Regions from separate parts of the Ovis aries genome. Here region 2 is linked to region 1. Evidence: chromatin contacts called from public Hi-C data. All regions are on one chromosome and are shown on one strand. The core of a region is the stretch at or near the end of the contact, and the rest is flanking DNA. Distances in the headings are between cores, read along the strand shown. Region 1 has its middle 7.3 kb from the start of TRNAA-CGC. Region 2 overlaps FAM184B (family with sequence similarity 184 member B).

The links. Hi-C and Micro-C count contacts between places; a contact is called where the count stands out from the background.
Region 2: a Hi-C map of hypothalamus shows a contact between it and region 1, with 3 times the contacts expected there. The contact joins two enhancer-like sites. A contact is called at or near these places in 7 of 16 Hi-C or Micro-C datasets (blood, hypothalamus, liver and 2 more).

Annotation. Positions count from the first base shown.
Region 1 is chr6:37,784,562-37,787,840 of ARS-UI_Ramb_v3.0, forward strand. No RefSeq gene overlaps it. Among named protein-coding and RNA genes, the nearest start is that of TRNAA-CGC, 7.3 kb to the right of the region's middle. Within about 2 kb of position 1,415, at least 9 of the 54 cell types and tissues checked have an H3K27ac peak or open chromatin away from gene starts, as enhancers often do. A contact at or near this core is called in hypothalamus, where this site is marked.
Region 2 is chr6:37,856,411-37,859,955 of ARS-UI_Ramb_v3.0, forward strand. FAM184B (family with sequence similarity 184 member B) reads right to left here. Exons shown (of 17, transcript XM_042251262.2): 16 at 3,260-3,459; 17 at 91-1,255. The coding sequence ends at 1,162. Among named protein-coding and RNA genes, the nearest start is that of MED28, 13 kb to the left of the region's middle. Within about 2 kb of position 2,106, at least 7 of the 54 cell types and tissues checked have an H3K27ac peak or open chromatin away from gene starts, as enhancers often do. A contact at or near this core is called in hypothalamus, where this site is marked.

The sequences.
Region 1 (3,279 bases), core at 165-2,664:
AAGCCCACCAGGCTCCTCCGCCCATGGGATTTTCCAGGCAAGAGTACTGGAGTGGGGTGCCATTGCCTTCTCCGTTATCTAGCATAAATAAATAAATGTGATGTATAAGAATAAATATTCTTCAGCCTTAAAAAAAAAAAAGGAGGAGTGGGAGGTGACAGGGAGGTTCAAGAGAAAGGGAACATATGTTTACTTATGACTGATGCATGTTGATGTATGGCAAAAATCAACAATATTGTAAAGCAATCATCCTTCAAGTAAAAATAAATAATTTTTTTTTTAAGAAAAAGAAAAAACAACAAAAAAAGGACATTCTTCCATTTGGGACAACATGAGTGAACTGGAAAGTCATACTAAATGGAAAAAGTCCACACCAAAAGGAAAATAGTATATTATCTCAATTATGTGTGAAAAATGAAATTCTCTCAGTTGTGTCCAGCTTTTTTGTGACCCCAGGGAATTCTCCAGGCTAGAATACTAGAGTGGGTAGCCTTAATCTTTCTCCAGGGGATCTTCCCAATCCTAGGATTGAACCCAGGTCTCCTGCATTGCGGGTAGGCTCTTTACCAGCTGAGTCACCAAGGAAGCCCAAGAATACTGGAGTGGGTAGCCCATCCCTTCTCCAGGGGATCGTCCTGACCCAGGAATCAAACCTGGGTCTCCTGCGTTGCAGGCGGATTCTTTACCAGCTGAGCTACCAGGGAAGCTCACACAATTATGTGTGGAATCTACTAAAGTCCAGCTCACAAAACACAAGAAAGTATTCATAGATAGGAACTTGCCTGGGAAATGGGAGATGCTGGACACGAGTTACAAAAATTAGGTTATGCAGAATGAATTAACTCTGGAGATCTAAGTACAACCTGCTGAAACAGTAAATTATACAAGTATTGTATTTGAGTGTTGCTAAGATCCACGAGGCAGGGGTATGGGGACAGGAGGAAGAGGCTCAGATGGAAAAGGAAGAAGGACGTTTGGGGAGAACTCTCCAGAGAAAGAAAGGGAAAGAGAAGCACAGCCAGAGTGCCTAAATACCAAGGCTTTTACAAGCTCCACATTGACAAATCCCAGCCCGTTTGTTTTTCAGACACCAACACTCACTTAGGCAAGCCAGAGTCAAGCCAGGTATTTGTGGGTCCCGAATCTGCCTCTAGAGAAACAAAAGGCATCAGTCCGCAGTACGCCAGCCTCTCAGGCAACTGGGCAACCCGATTAAGCTGGAAGTGTCCCCATCAAATGCCGAAGGCAGATTTCTTCCCACTCTGTGAGGCGAGGCAATTTGAGCCAGAGTTAGTGGCTCCGGATAACCAACCCTCCTCTTTGGGCCCTTCCTTGGGTTTTGCCAACCCCATCTCAGAGCCTGGAGGTGTAAAAGGGAGCCTCGGGTAAGCTCCGCCTGTGCTCTGCCGCCCTCTAGCGGCTTCCGGCTCTAACGTCATCTCTCATCCCTTCCTCCGCCCTCCCTCCCTTTCACCAGCCTGGCAGCTGCGCTGGTCCATCCTCAATACACCTTGGGTTTTTTTTTAAATTCAGGAATATTGGACTTGACCAAAGGCCACTTGACAAAGACTATTTCTAATCATAGACAGAAAAAAGTAAATGACAAGAAGGAAAATGTTCTTTTATTGTGGTTGAAGAGGTGAAAGTGTTAGTCACTCAGTTGTGTCGACTTTTAGTGACCCCATGGACTGTATCCCAGGCCCCTTTGTCCAGTGGGACTCTCCAGGCAAGAATAATAGAGTGTATAGCCATTCCCTTTTCCAGGAGATCTTACTGACCCAGGGATAGAACCCAGGTCTCCTGCATTACAGGCAGATGCTTTACCATCTGAGCCACCAGCTCTTGAACATGGGCTGGGTGTAATTACTCCTCGGGTTAGTTCTACCCTCACTTTGGTGGCAAGGCACCTGTCTACGTGTTCACACTTTCTTAGTGTGTCAAAAAGAAAGATTTATGATAGGATAGGTTTGCATTTGAATTCCAGCTTTCCCTCTTCTGGCTGTTGTGATCTTCAGGGAGTTTATTCTCCTCTTAAGCACTGTTTTTGCTAAATGGAGATAATAAAATCCACTTTGCATAACTTTTAGAGGAAGATCTCCTGGAGGAGGGCTTGGCAACCCACTCCAGTATGCACATTATTTTTAGGCTCCTCCCATGACCTCTTTAAGTCATCTTATGAAGGCTTTACAACTGTTTGTATCCTTACCCGAGTACGTGGGAAGATTGCACTTTCCCCTCCCCTTAATGTACTTCGGGGCTTCAGTGGAAAGAATACACTTGTTAATGCAAGAGACATGAGTTTGAACCCGGGATCAGGAGGATCCCCTGGAGAAGGAATGGCAACCCACTCCAGAGGGGCCTGGTGAGCTACAGTCCCTGGGGTCTAAAAAGAGTCCGACACAACTTAGCAACTAAACAACAACCAAGTTATTCCACATATTAGCAACCATAGATCCTGTTTATTCTACCATCTAAACTTAAAAAAAAAAAAAATCCAACAATTTTCCTTTCAATTCCCAGTGAACCTCCTAGTCAACCAGTCTCATCTGCACCCCCATGACATTGTGCCAGGTGGTCTCTTTATACAAACTCAGCCCTTCCCAGATTCTATTTTCTGCAGCACAGCCATAATTCCCCCACTTAGAACCATTCCCCATTGCCCTTCCAGTGAAATCCTTAACATCACGCAGGACCCCGGGCTAATCTGTCTGCTCTCCTCTCTCTCACCCTCATGTTCTCTGCTGCAGCCCCCTGACTTTTCTTATTTCCTTCAGAATATAGTACTTCTTTTGTGTCCCTTCTTCCCACCGGCTCTTTAGTGGCAGGACACGTATGTGATTTACTTTCATGTGCTTATGGCCTAGAACAGCACTTGGAATACAGCAAGTTGTTGATGAATGAAAGCTCCTGTGTTCAGGACCTCTTACTATGTAAATAAATGAACACACACTTAGCACAGAAGAATTATCATCCTACTAGAAAGAAACCCAGAAAGAAAATGATGATGGTTTTAAGAAGCTCACTAATATTGGTAATATTGCAAGTATAGTACCAGGATTCTATCATTTCAATTATCACTTTGATGATTCCACCTGTAAAGACTTACTAAATGTTTATTTTTTGAAGCTCAATCAATTGTAGACTAGGCCCTATTGTATTAATAAGAATTTAAGATTCATCAGTAAACAAAATTAATTTACAAATTTCTCTGATATGTGGAAGTTTATAGTCTTTGAGGAAGGTTGGAGAAGAAGGAAGAAAATAGAAAAATGAAAATAA
Region 2 (3,545 bases), core at 856-3,355, 73 kb after region 1:
TGATCTGACTGAGGTTAATGTGAACTCCCTGTTTCTAAGTTCAGCCTTTGTATACTTTCACCTCTGAAAAATCAGTACAACTCACAACCATTTTTATTGCCCAGTTGTTTAAAGTTTTATTCAAAGAGTGAAGATTTGACAGTGCATGGAATAGACAACTGTTTATAGGCCACCTGCTGGGCCAGCACCAAAGGATTGAGGATGTATTTTTCCCACTGAAAGTTGTATTGAGTTTGTTAAGTTGCAGTGCTCCATCAGAGGATCAGACAACTCAGCATGGACTGACAGCAGGGTCAGCACTGAACAGCCATTTTCAGCTCCCTTTAATCCACTGAGCATCCATGCGATGGGGAAGCAACGCACCACGAGGCAAGACTAGAGGTTCAGTAGGTCTTTGACTTCAAAGAACAGATAATCTAGAAACTGTCACAAACAATCAAGCCGATGCTGCAGTCATTGAGGTTGAGATGTATGACAGGGTCGGGCTCCATTATTCACAGAGAAATCCTGGCAAAGCTTAACTACAATTCATGATTAGAATTATTGCCCATATTTTGTTTAAACCTCAAAAAGCCCCTTTGAGGTAGGTGTTACACCCTCTGTAATCTTCATATCCTGGACCTAGGAAGTCAAAATATTTGACCCAACTATGCCAAAATCTGCTACAGTCCATTCCTAGTAGTTGGGTTTGGTTTTTAGAAACTGGCTTTCCTGGTTATTCTGAGCTTTGTTTAATTCCCCTTCCTATTGAGGTTGCGTGTGCATTTTGGAGTTATTTACATAGAAACACTTTAAAGTGAAGATGATCAGCATCCTAGGAAAAATGAAACCACTTTCAAAGTAGACCATGGAAATCACAAAATCTGATATTCCACAAGGTGGTGTGCAGTCTTATGGACACTAGAAATAATCATGTATAGGTCATCAGTAACATTAATAATATTTCCCTGTGGGTGCTTTCTGACAACACTGGCTTGTTTCATCTTATCATCACAATGAAACAGTATGAAATGTTAATGTAAGAATTTGTTTTAGCTATATATGTAAATCATATTACAAGCAAGTTATTTGGTTGGTTGGCTTTTTAGTTCATTCCTTCAGTCAGGTGTTTCAAAAGAAATGTTTTTCAAATATCCTCTTTATGCTATCCCAAGGATCAGTTTAGAAAGAAAAATATTTGGTAAACCATTCTTGGTGTGCTGAACCTTGCTTCTGTTGGACTTCTTTGGGTTGGGCTGTATCATCATCTTGTGTCCTAAAAACAAAGAAGTTTTCTTAGATGGTTTTGAAAATTATTCAGTAAACAACTTAATATGCCATCATCTTTTCAGGGAAAGATAACTACTGCTTTACTCTTAAAAAGATACTAGAATGTGATGGGTCGATATTGGTAGCTAGAAACAAGTTGTGAAGGATGAAGATGAGGAGAGAGCATCTAATTCCGTTGTGGAAACAATGCTGTCCATTATTTCACTTAAAATGAATGAGGCATATTTTGCAACATTTACTATTTAAAAGAAGAAGGAAAAAAAATATATGTATAGGCTGAACTGGGTCTTGGTTGCTGCATGGGGGCCTTCTTTAGTTGTGGCAAGCAAGGGCCACTCTAGTTGCAGCGTGCGGGCTTATTGCAGTGGCTTCTCTTGTGGTGCACAGCCTTAGTTGCCCCATGGCATGTGGAATCTTCCCAGACCAGGAACTGAACCCATGTCTCCTGCACTGGCAGGTGGACTCAACCTCTGGCTCCCAGAGAAGTCCGCAACATTTACTATTTATTTCAGGCACAAATTAAACAATAAACCCCTTTCAAAAAACAGTAAAAGAAGAAATGGTTAATGAATACAAAATTACGCTTCTGGCCTCTTCAAAAGTTACCTAATGTGCTCTGGCCTTTCAGTGAGGCTGTGAAATTAGTCTAATAAACTGAAAAAGAGAGATGATAAGTAAGTACAGTGTATACCTATCTGAAAAGTCTCTATCTGTACTTGGGAAGCTTCTTATAAAACAGTGGGAACGCAGCTTTAAAAAGGTGTGTGATAATGAGATGAACAGTGGCCAGGGTCAGGCCAGCTCTGGCTCTGGCAGTTAATAGACCATATGCTTGGGATTCTAGGCCTCAGTGTCCTCAGCTTCAAAACAAAGGGCTGGACTTGCTCAATGACTGGCAGGGAGTCCTTCCAGCTCCACATTCATTTTTGTCCAAAGAGCCTTGGGCAGGCAGGGCCTTTGGAAAAGGAACATTTCAGAAGAGGCCTCTTCTGAAAAGCAAACTCAAAGTCCATAATTAAAGATTTAGCTCTGAACAAAAATTGGGGAAGAAGGAAAATCAATAACGGGAAATCACACATTTCTGGAAGAGAAGCATGCTGCAGGGGTTTGTGGAAAACAAAGCAGTATCAGAGAGCACCATATGTGATCAACCAAACCCACAGATTAAGATTAAAATTACAAGATTATATAATGAATCTTGAGAAATAACCTTTTAATAATAGTGGGAAATTGCTGAATAGTTCTACACCAGGTCTTGTGCTGAGCATGTCCTATGGATTAACTCCTTTAGTTTCACATGAGTCTGAAGAGGTAGGTGGTATATTATCCTCATTTTAGAGGTGAGGAAACAGAGATGTCAAGTGAGCTGCCCAAAGCCACACAAGCTAAGAAATGAGGAGGACCAGAACTTGAATCCAGACTCAAGGCCAGATGATGACAGCCCATCGTTTGTGTGAACCACTCTGAAGTGATCCGCTAAGTGATTCAGTGTTCCCTGTCTACTCATCCATGGAAAAGGAAAAAAAAAAAGAGACTTTCTGGGATTTGTTATCAGGGAATAGTATCTCTTCTAAAGAACGACCTATTTCCCTTCTCATAGATAATCTTTCTTTTTGGCTGAGTTGCAGTTTGTCCAAGGCAAGGCTTGTTTTGTTATTCTTTGTATCGGCCCAAATGCTGGGTATTTAACAGGTGCCAGAAAGGAATTCTAATTTCCCTCCTGTCAACAGAAAAATGGAATCATAGCTTTGGCCCTCTGCGTGCATGCTGAGTCACTTCAGCAGTGTCTGACTCCTTGCAACCCCATGTATCATAGTCCGCCAGCCTCCTCTGTCCATGGGATTCTCCAGGCAAGAATGCTGGAGTGGGTTGCCATGCCCTTCTCCAGGAGATCTTCCCCAACCCAGGGATCAACCCCGCCTCTCTTACGTCTCCTGCATTGGCAGGAAGGTTCTTTGCCTTCCTGAGAAGCCCAGCTCTGGCCCCCTACCTTGTGGCAGTTTGCACATCTAGAGATGGCGTGGGTTTGTAGGGCCGGCTACAGCTGGGACCTGGGTCCAAGCTGGGTGACTTAGTTATTGGAGGGGCATTGATCCTGGAGCTCAGGTCACCACTCAGAAAGTTCTTAGCATAGGAAGCGAGGTTTGGCACACTGACCACTCGGCTGGGCACTTCCTCCATCTTCTTTTTCTGTTGGTATTAAAAGAAAGGCCTGTTAGTGCCACCTAACAGAAGCATTATTGTAAAAGTAGATAAGCCTGCCATGCCAGAATTAC